Linked DNA regions of Zea mays: region 2 is linked to region 1. Evidence: chromatin contacts called from public Hi-C data. All regions are on one chromosome and are shown on one strand. Each heading gives the region's core, a stretch centred on a gene start, on an enhancer-like site or on the middle of the called end of the contact. The rest is flanking DNA. Distances are from core to core; before and after follow the strand shown.

Evidence for each region. A called contact is a pair of places that touch in the nucleus more often than the background predicts.
Region 2: a contact with region 1 is called in a Hi-C map of leaf, with 6 times the contacts expected there. The contact joins the promoter of LOC100285552 here to the promoter of LOC103626534 in region 1. A contact is called at or near these places in 6 of 25 Hi-C or Micro-C datasets (ear, endosperm, leaf and 2 more).

What each region holds. Positions count from the first base shown.
Region 1 is chr5:72,633,242-72,638,984 of Zm-B73-REFERENCE-NAM-5.0, forward strand. It overlaps LOC103626534, which reads right to left and starts at 2,502. Exons shown (of 2, transcript XM_008646954.2): 1 at 2,105-2,502; 2 at 1,578-1,956. The coding sequence starts at 2,390. The coding sequence ends at 1,868. LOC100191747 reads right to left here. Exons shown (of 13, transcript NM_001360244.1): 13 at 5,297-5,678. The coding sequence ends at 5,601.
Region 2 is chr5:72,776,616-72,782,358 of Zm-B73-REFERENCE-NAM-5.0, forward strand. It overlaps LOC100285552 (ethanolaminephosphotransferase), which reads left to right and starts at 2,653. Exons shown (of 18, transcript NM_001158443.2): 1 at 2,653-3,246; 2 at 3,810-3,819; 3 at 3,902-3,952; 4 at 4,106-4,183; 5 at 4,416-4,491; 6 at 4,574-4,596; 7 at 4,677-4,777; 8 at 5,358-5,452; 9 at 5,618-5,686. The coding sequence starts at 3,110. It overlaps LOC103626541, which reads left to right and starts at 1,521. Exons shown (of 1, transcript XM_008646955.2): 1 at 1,521-2,237. The coding sequence starts at 1,521. The coding sequence ends at 2,033.

The DNA of each region.
Region 1 (5,743 bases), core at 1,252-3,751:
ATGTTAATTTTTCCTATACAATGTTTGTTTGTATTGCTACGACTAGCAGTGAGGTCACGAGTCATCTGAAGATCATCCTGGTACCTGGAATCTCAAGTGCCAGGCAAGTTGTGCCCTTGATCACTTCTTTTTACCCACTCATGTTCTAATTAATCATAATGATCTGCATAGGTTAATTTTGATGGGACCTAATAGGTTACCCTAGTTTTGACTATCTTTATACCTTGTTTACCACTGAACTTTTTGGGTAGTACTTGCTAGTGCTTTATGTGGTTTTGGGTATGAAGATACATTATTCATGATCACACTTTTATTATCTGTTTATTATCACTGTTCATGATAAGATCATTATGTTAATTGGAACATGGAGAACCACCCGGGAAAACAGTGCTACCACAAGGGTTTAATGGGACGCCCTTGGCCGATTAATTAGGAAAGCTAGTGGAAGACTACCTTACCTGAAAGGGGCAAGGGCAGTAGGGGAGTGGTCAGTGTAGGGAGGCCCTCGGGAGGATTTTGCTGCGATGGCGGTCCTGCAAGGGATTCCTGCATTGGAGCTTCCTATAAACTGTAGCGGGTTTTCTGAAGCTAGTGGAACTTTGTAAAGGCCTCGTAGTGTTACCCTGCCTCGCCTCCTCGGTAGAGGTGTATGGGAAGTCGCGATCCCTTGGCAGATGGGTAACATGACTTGTGGGTAAAGATGTGCCACCTATGCAGAGTGTAAAACTGGTATACTAGCCGTGCTCACGGTCATGAGCGGCTCGGACACTCACATGATTAATCTATGGAACTTAAATTCAATTTGTCATATGCATTGCATCGCAGGTGATGTTGTTACTTCTGTTCTACTATTTAATTGGGTTGGTATTTACTTATACTTAGTAATGGCTAATAAAATTTTGACCAACTTTAAAAGCAATGCTCAGCTTCAGCCATCCTCTTTGGTAAGCCTTACACTTCACGTGAGCTCCCATCTTTGGCGAGTTCATGCACATTATTCCCCACAACTTGTTGAGCGATGAACGTATGTGAGCTCACTCTTGCTGTCTCACACCCCCCCCACAGGTCAAGAACAGGTACCGCAGGATGAGGCGCGTGGAGGATGCTGCGATGTGTTCGTGAGAGGTCTAGGTCGTCGTCTCGCAGTCAACTTTGGGTTGCTGGATCGTTTCCTCATATGATGTAATTATTTATTTATTTTGTATAGAACTCCTGTTATATAGTAAAGATGTGACATTCGATCCTGTGCCATGATTCATTATATGTGTGAGACTTGGTCCCAGCACACCTGGTGATTATGTTTGCGCCCGGGTTTTGGACCCCTAAAATCCGGGTGTGACACATGCGCAGTAGCTAGCTGTGCGGACATGGGGGTCCACAGGGCAGTAGCTGAGAGAGCGTTGGGCGTGGGGCCTACAGAGCACGGCGCTGAGGTGGGGCGCGTGGGGCGGTCCCAGAATGTCAACACGGAGGGTGAAGCTGTGGTAGCACCAAGTATCCACATTAGTTTCTTAATAGAGTAGTATAGATTGAGTATCAACTAAAAAAATAATAATAAATATTTTTTTAATAAGACGAGCCGGTAAAACTTAGCGCAAATTAATTATAAATTGGAACGGAGGGAGTACATTATATATAGGATCGCTTAAACATCCAATTATTGCATTACACTGATGGAACTCTATCTGTTGCTCTCAACTCGATCTCAAGCCACTCTCTCAGATGCATAAGGCCCTATTCGGTTTTTAGGGATTGGAGCTTCGAATTAATTCCTAACCGGATTACTTCTTTAATTTATATAGATTTTGATGAGCTGGAACGAATTCCGGTTTAATCCTGTACAAGCGAACGGGCCCTAATGCATGCTTCAGTTGATCGTCTTGGCTGCACTTGGTGCAAAGGCACCGAGGTTCTTGGTGCAGTCAGCCACACACGCCTCGGCATCCCCAGCCACGGCTGAAATACAACATTAATTCACAGGAAGCAGTCAGATTTCATTCATCTATGATCGAAAGGTTATACTATCGAACTGAAGTATGCATGCATGCATATATGCCTGTCTATCAGATTATTGTCCAGAAGTTAGCTAGCTAGCTGGCCTCACCGTCACCGGCGATCTCCATGGAGCCGCAGAAGCCCATGAGGCAGATGTCGCGGCAGTCGGCGGGGACGACGACCTCCGCCGGAGCCGGCGGCAGCATCCCGTTGATGCAGTCCTGAAAGCAGTTGGCGTTGCAGGGGTAGCGGCCCGTGGACTTCCTGCAGTCGGTGTAGCAGTTCCGGTAGCAGCGGCAGAACTTGGACAGGCCCGCCACCTGCTGCTGCTGCGCTGACAGCAGCAGGAACATGAGCAGGCAGCAGCAGGCGAGGCTGCTCTTCTTCCCCTCCATTATATTCTTGGGTTCTCTCCTCCTCTCAAGGAACTGAAGAAGACACTGGTAGCTATAGCTAGAGATCGAGGTAGCCTGTGTTTTTGCTGCTTGTCGATCACCCTTCGGTCGTGTGCGCGTGCGTATATATAGGCGCTAGGCGGAGAGCCTGAGACTGAGCTGATGAGACGTGTGTGATTCTCCTCTCCCGTGCGCGCGCGCGTGTGTGTGTTTAGCTGAGCTAGCGGATGAATTCCTGCACAAGTTTGCGCCAGGTAAACTGAATTTGTGTGCATCTCCAGAACCGGAAGTATGTAGCTGTTGGTTGGTATCATTTTTTTTGACACCATCTCCAGAGTCCAGAACCACAAGTTTGCGCCAAGATCAGTAGATCAAACTTAGAGGATGGATGAAACCTGCTTGCTTGTATGTCTATGTGAGAAATGTCGGGGAGGATGGATGAAAATTGCTTGCTTGTATGTCTATGTGAAAAATGTCGAGCTTGTGAGGAACCGGTATGCACGTACTATGTTAGTACTACTTCGTTTAACCAAGGGGGTCAGGGTGCCCTTATAATCCTTCTCTCACAGCCTAGGTTTTGAGAGCGAGGTGTCCGTCTGAATAGGCTGCTGCGAGCGTATGAACGTCCGACACAGGCGACGGTGAACTTTAGGCGGACTGCCCCAGGGGTGCGTTACAATTGGTATCGGAGCCCACATTGTCGTTATTGTCTGGGAGAGCTTTGGACCTTTTATTGGGCTATTTGCTATTTTGTCACTCTCAGTTTAGGTTTCTCTATTTTACCATCAGGCCACAAATTATAGACACAAATGATCATAAAAGTCATAGACATAAGGTGACATAATAGCAAAGAGGTGGAATGTGACAAAATAGCAATTTTTTCCCATCTTATGGGGGTGTGATGTGAGGGACCGATATGTACGCCCTGGGTTAGTACCATCTCGCCAAGCCAAGGGGTATGTGGACCCGTGGTGCTCTTATAAGGACGGACTTCTCTTCTCTCTCAGTCTAGTTTTTCAGAGCGAGGTGCCCGTCTTAATAGACCGTTGCGAGCGTTTGAACGTCCAGCCCTGGCGATGGTGGACTTTGAGCGGACTGGACCAGGGTGTGTTAAAGGGCTGCACGGCATCCGTGCACGAAAGAAGAATGCTAGCAGCGTGTGCGCAAGTGCAAGCTTAATTACGTTGCTGGAACATGCACGCAGAGCTAGCTAATTTTATGTATATGCTACTGCAGTCTGCAGCGATGTTTTGGTCTTGCGAGTCTCGGTTTCCTTGTCTGGGTGTACTATACTAGCTAGTAGTGTATATACATGCACATGGATTTATTTGTGTGTAGTACACCTCGAATTGCTTTGGTGCATAAACATTCTGATGGCAATAATTGATGCGAAAAGATTTGGTACATGCATATAGATCCAGAAAGACGAGGTTCTCTCTTTGTCTGTCTTGTAAGAGACGCTGCAACAAACATGGTACATAGGTGCAGTACATGTCCTTAATTGGTGTTCAGAGCGTGAGTGTGTGGTAGACATGTGTCGGATTGGATGAAGTTTTAGAAAGGAAGCCAATATTGCCTAAATCAAAAAAAAAATTTGTTAGCTCCCATTTTAGCCCGGCCTCGTCTCTGGTCGCCTGGTTCGGTCCTTCAATTGGTCTTATAAAAGCGGGTTAAGGGTCAATCAATCTTAACCATTTTGTGATCCGCGGAGACGACATGGAACATGGTGTTACCGTTCTTTGATGAGACAAATTACACATACACATATGTTACCGTTCTTTGATGAGCTTCACAACATAAGCTCACGATTCTGAGAAATTTGTTTGGAAACTTGTTATTACATGCTCCTTGTTGATCGGATTTGTTAGAATCAGGATGACCATCGTGATGCAAACAACGAGAGGCCAGAAATGCTTTTTTTTTCTCCCATCTCTCGCTTTCTAAGTTTGAGCATGGTTGGTCACCGCGATACAATTCATGAGATCTGGTCGACCCTCGACAAGTAAGTTAATTAGTTTGCTAGCTGGTTGATATGTCGATTGAGCCTCAGAAGAACAAAAGGAACCAAAAATCTATCGTTTTATTCAGATCCATCCCGTCATGAAGCTCGATTATTAAATCTTACACTATTTTTTTTTCTTTTCATGCTGTGCATGGAAACTAAAACCCCACGTCTTTATTTGCAGCAAATGCAGCCAAGTAGCACGCACTTGCCACTGGTGTAGCCCCTATCCTTGCAACAGTTGTCACAAGCACCTGGACGCAAGCAGCTTACGAAGCACTTTGGGAATGGATTCCCTTGAACGCATGAATCCTCGGCGCCCACCTCTACCTCCTCTGCAACATGTCCATATCATCCATTTGTTAATGGCTACATAAACAGTTTTTACAGGGACCCTGCAGGCTGCAGGTATGATAGAATGAGCGACTTACGAGAGGCAGCAAGGATGATGAGCATTAGCAGAACTAGGATCTTCTTCTGCATCTTCATTGTTACATTTGTCCTCACCATCTTGATTGTACTGGAAACTAAGATGTGTATGTGTGATGGATGTCTATCAGATGCATCCATCTTCTGCACCTTTTATATCTGTATATATAAGTGTGCAGGCCTCTAGCTGTAGTTTTAGAAATGCTTGAATACGTTTGTATATGGAAATTACCATGTACATTATCATTGCTAGTAAATTAGCCAGACGTAATTGCTATAGTAACCTGGCTTAACATCTCCGTTGTTGTTTAGCATAATGTACTTGCTTCGACCTTATTTATTATCATCACTAGTTTAGAAATGTTATAATAGAAATATAATGACACTTGAGCAGGTAATCACTTCCTGGCAAAACAGATGCCTCCGGACGAAGCCTTCTTCTCGGCTACTACGTTCCATTATAGCCATTAGGATTCCTAATAAAAGTCATCTAGACTTGCCTTGTTTTGTATGACATGGCAGTGGATGCGTAGTACAATGATAATTGTTCTGGTGTTTTCCATGTCTCGCTCTCTTCTAGTGTTTCTCGTCATCAAACAAACCGAATACATGACCGTATAACTAAGCAAGCATTGATGGTGCTATTATCCAACATGGATATACACAAAAAAAAACATGCACAAACAGAAACCCTCTGACTCAAATCAAATCCACTGCAACCCCCCTAACTCGCACCCGCTGCATTCAGGTAATAAACATGGCCTCCAACAGATGTGGACTTAAACAGCTGCGTGGTCATGGTGAGGTTTCAGGTCCATCTCCACCTGGTGAATTGTCCACTGCATGCCCTCCAGTTTCTGATGAAGCTCGACCAGGGTTAGCAACTTAGCAAGTAAAAACATACGGTAAACTAGTGGCAGCA
Region 2 (5,743 bases), core at 1,403-3,902, 140 kb after region 1:
TAGCAACGTAACTGTGATATATAGAAACCGTAGCAACGCATCGGCAACTCACCTAGAAATAGATTACAAAATCGTTTCTTATAACACTATAACACATATTTCTACATAAATTATCGTAGTATTCTATGTTTCCGTTGCAACGCACAGGCACCCACCTAGTACATATTTATATGGTATATAGAACCCTAGCAAAGCACGACAACTGGCTAGTACTCTCTTAAGAACCTAACTGGGCACCTGATGCTACCAAAGCTTTATCTTTCGCGCTGATACTCTGGGCCCGCTCCACGCGTCTCGACCACGCGTCGCTCCTTGGCGTCGTGTCCTGTGGGCCCCACACGTAAAAATAGTGCAAAACGATCACTCGGACCTACAACTTTTACTTCAGAAATTTAGTATTAACCATCAGACCACACATAACTTAGTGTTTAGAAATATCTCAATACCTATTTATATGATATATATTATATAATATATAACAACTGTAGGAAAATGCAACCGTCTAGTATTACATTATCATGTAAATTGCTAATTTCCTTCAATAAAGACGGAGCATTATGTGCGTCGGACCCGGACGGACCTTACCACTTTTCTGATCCGTTGTCTGACATAGTAAGGCCTTGTCCGTTTGTTCTAAATTGCACCTGAAATCGTTCCAGCTAATCAAAGTTTATATAGATTAGAGAAGTAATCCGGTTAGGAATCGTTCCGACCCACCGATCCGTAACAACCGAACGGCGCCTAAACGGAGTACATTCCGTTTCTCGTGCATGCAATGCAGTGCACGGTGGCGGTGCATAGGTTCGATAACTAGCCAGCTCGTTCAAAACTGACTCGTTAAGCTAACGAGCCACAAAATCAATTTGACACGGTTCTTTTACGAGCTCGAGCTGGTTCGTTTAGCTCGCGAGACAAAACCGGGAAAAATATATACATACTAATTAATTTTTAGTTAGTTTTAAACTAATTTAACAATAGAAAAAATAGTAATTATACTCATAGATTCACAACCCACGTCAATGTAACACCAAATTAGCACAATTCATCACTCATCAATTCACAATTCACATATATGTTCATCAGTTTAACCCACAATTATATTTGCATAGACCAATTTAACACATAGACATATGTCATTAATCATTAGTTTAACTCATATGCCATAAACACCTCACATATATATAACATGTTCATCAAGTATTCAGTAAATGACATGTATATAGTTTTGTTTTGCTAAAATGTGGTAGCTCGTTTAGCTTGCGAGCTGACTCGTTAACGAAAGCTAGAAGAAATTCAAACGAGTCGATTTGATTCGAGTCAAACCGAATATGAACCGAGCTAGGCACTAATTATCATAGTTTGCAGTGTCATTTTGAGGTAATATATTTTGCTTCATCATAGTTTTTGCTAGAAGAAATTCAAACAAGTATTGCAGTGTCATTTTGAGGTAATATATTTTGCTTCATCATAGTTTTTTATTGAATGCAATGTTGATGTCTATGCACTAATTATCTTATTGCATGCAGGATGAAAGAAACAAGGGTGATGATGAATTTATAAACAAGCCTCTTCCCTATTATGGCAACCTTGCTACAATTTTTGGCAATAGTGTTGCATCAGGACGATTTGCAAAGACATCAAATGACCCTCTTGCTGTTGATGATGGTGAAGATGTGCAAAAGGAAGGGTGTATTGCAACATCTAGTGCTGTCCATGAGAATGACACTGCAGCAACATCTGCAACTAAACCATCCAAGAAGGCCAAGAGGGAAGACAATGGTACTGAATTCTTAGTTGAAGCATTTCAGCATGCCACTCAAACACTAGCCAGTGCCATCAAGGAGGCAGCAAACAAACCTTTGCCAGCTGGTTTGTTTGAAGCTGTAGACAATATTCCAGGATTTGAGATTGCGCACAAGTCCAAGTATTATTCTCATTTGGTTTCTAATCCTGACATTGCACATGCTTTCATGGATGTGCCATTGCTTTACAAGGTCTCTATGATTACCGACTTCGTTAATGAGAAGTTTTAGGCTTTATGGTAATCTAATAATACATTTCACAATTTGTATGGATCTATGTAAGGACCTATGTTTGTTTGAAACTATGTATGGACATGTGTGTGATATGTTATGAAACTTATTTTTGACATAACACTTTTGTGATGGTTGTATGGATGAGTCATGTGTAAGATTATGGAGTAATTATTATACATTTTATGATCTATAGTTATATTTGTCATCTTAAGATATGACTAATGGTTGTATGAATGTGTCATATCTTAAAATACAGATTGACTAATGGAGAAAATTATCTATTTGCACTCATCAAACAAATATAGAGCATAGCCACTCCATTATGTTTTACTCTTGAACCAAACACAAAATGAAATCGCTCCGTTCTACTTCACTCTAGAACCAAACAAAGGATGGAGCCACTGTGTTCCAGTTCACTCTGCAACCAAACAAAAAACAGAGCCGTTCCGTTCCAGCTTACCAAACACAAAACAGAGCGGCTCCATTCCTAGAATCAGGGATGGAACGGTTCCGTTCTAGTTGGCTCCTGAACCAAACACTACCTAAGCCACACATTTCGTCTAGCCCGCGGTGCACCCTTGCCATGGGTAGCAGGGGCCTCTTCTCAGACTCCGACATCGCCGAATAGAAAACCCCATCCACATCCAGTCGCACAAAAACGGCCCAAGTGGAGCAGGTTCTGCTTCTGGCTGCCCGCTGTCCCGTGGTCCCTCTCTCCCTCCCTGTCCTGTCCGCCGCCGCCGGTCCCCGACGGCGGCTCTGCAGCCACACGCACAAGGACTAGAGCGGACATAATACGGTGCAAGCGGAGGGACCAAACCGCAAAAGCGCACAGTTCCCGTTCCCCCTCCGACCCGTTCATTCCGCTTGGTTTTCTCCTCCTCCGTCCTCTTCGCTCCCCGTCAGACCATCCCTGTGAGGCTGTGACGCAACCGGGCGCCGGCGGTCTCTCCTGCACCACAGGGCACGCCGCCTCCCGCGCACGTGTTCTCCTCTTCCGGGGATTCAGATCTGGGGATTGCTATTCTGTCCGTCTGACTCCGTCCGTCCCGAGGCGCGGCGAGGGGAGCGAGATGGGTTACATTGGCCACCACGGCGTCGCCACGCTGCGGCGCTACAAGTACAGCGGCGTCGACCACTCGCTCGTCGCCAAGTACATCCTCCAGCCCTTCTGGTCCCGATTCGTCAACATCTTCCCGCTATGGTTCCCGTAAGCCGCCTCCTCTCCCGTTCCCCCCTCTCTCTTTGGTTATTGCTTCTCCGTCCGTGCTCTCCGTTGCCAAATGCGTCTTGCGAGCGATTGGTTTTCCGGTTACAGGCTAAAGATTGTTTTCAGACCCCCGATGGTGGCTACCTGCCTGCCTGCCTCCACCATCTTGCTGCCATTCCGTTCCTATTGGCCACACTGTCCTGATCTGGGCAAATTCGAGCTTTCATGGCGCTAATGTTCTGTAACCCGGGGCCCCGACCTTTAGCTTAGCCTGAGGAACCATCTTTAGCTTTGGTGAGCAATCTACAGGGACAGGGGCTGCACACAGCCACAAAATCAACGGCTTTTGCTAGGTGCCCCCGTCTTGCAAGGCCGAAAAAGCTTGGTTTGCATATGTTCTACTTCTTCCGGATTAGTTTAAGTAAACTATGCTCGCGTTCTTCCTTCAACCTAATGCTTGCACACATCAAGCTGTCGCTTCTTTTTCCTAGATATCCGCGCCGAGTGCTAACATTATCTTTTTATTCATTGTCTTGGTTGACTGATACTGGGATGATCTGCAGACCGAACATGGTAAGAGTTCAATTCACATACTGTTACAATGAACTGTGCTTCTTTTGTTGAAATCCTGAGTATTGATGCATTTGTTTTCCAGATTACACTGACAGGTTTCATGTTTCTACTGACATCAGCATTCCTTGGCTTTGTAAGTAAAGTTTTCAATACATACGAAATGGTCCTGTATTGTTCTTATATATATAATATATGTGCAAGTTTTTCCTTTCTTGATGATCATAGTACTACACTACTAATAATTCAGAAAGTTTGAGCATTATTATTGCTTCCATTCTACGTGCAGTTATATTCACCCCATCTAGATACAGCACCCCCCAGATGGGTTCACCTTGCTCATGGACTGCTTCTCTTTCTTTATCAGGTTTGAAAGTCTTTATGTGCACTTCTAGCACTTCTTTTTAATTCAAGGCATCTTCACATCCATGGTATCTAGGTTTTCGTAATCAATTTTGTGGATCTTAGGATCCCTGAATATCTTTCTGAACTTCTCATTGGGGTTTTCGGTTTTCCTGGATCTAATAGCTTCATTTTTTATTGAAATATCACGTCAATCCTTCCATTTTTTTAGTTTACATCGAATGTTGTTTATGCAGACTTTTGATGCTGTGGATGGAAAACAAGCAAGGCGTACCAACTCATCAAGTCCTCTAGGCGAGCTTTTTGACCACGGTAATCTCCAGTTGGAATTTAAGTAGGTGTACTCAGTTTTAAGAAATATCGTATGATGCTGACAAGTTTGCATCCTGTGCAGGATGTGATGCGCTTGCGTGTGCTGTAAGACCACCTGTCAATATTTTTTATTTCAAGTGCAATGATTTTCAAGTCGTTGTGAGCTCATTTTTTTTATATACTAGTTTGAATCCTTGGCTTTTGGAAGCACGGCGATGTGTGGAAAGGCTACCTTCTGGTTTTGGTTCATTTCAGCTGTCCCATTTTACTTCGCAACCTGGGAACAGTGAGTTCTTGTGTTCTTTCCTTGCCCACCATTGATGAATAGAACATCCAGCTGTCGTAGGATCAATCATTGTTCTAAACCAATTTGCACATTTAATACTTCTGTAATATACATATCTTGCCAAATGGGTCATAGTTCTTTAGATTAATGTCTCCCATGTCCCATGTGACTCTTAAAGTCCTCTGGAGGCTCTCCCTCCCTCTCTCTCTCTGTTTAAAAAAACAAACACAATATATTTTCCTTTATTATCCTGTATGGACCTCAAAAATTGATTTCTTACTTTTGTTCTAGTGGTTCATTTGGTCCTGTGCTGTTGTGCATAATATATGTTGTTGCATGGGCAATTTTCTTGAATGCTTTCTGGAACACTTGTATAATTATAAATAGGGATATAATTCAGCTACCCACTATCCTGCTGAGATTTGCACAGCTTAGCTTCTGCAAGTGCAAAGCACTACTCCTGTCAAGCTTCACAACTATATACATTTTGTTGTTTATCTTGACATTTTCTTTTCTATTTTTTGTTGAAATGATTTCTTGTTTTCTCCTGTATAACTTCATGCTTCATTGTTCTGTGCAGCTTTTTTACAAATACACTTATTCTTCCTATAGTCAACGGACCAACTGAAGGCCTTATGCTGATCTACTTGTGCCATTTTTTCACCTTTTTCACAGGTACAATTTGTTTTGAATTGTCAATTTATATGTTTATAAGGTTCCTGTTGAACTTCAAATAAAGGTGTTCCTCTGCTAATTCACTGTGCATATATGTATGAGGCCTTTACTCAAAAGTCAAAACCATGTGGTTTGTGGTATTTATAGCTCATCTTTCCTTTGTAGGAGCCGAGTGGTGGGCACAGGATTTTCAGAAGTCAATGCCCCTGCTGGGTTGGGTTCCTCTTATCTCTGGTATGGTTGGTGCTATGTATTTGTATTTATCATATGGTCACCAATTTATTTAATTTT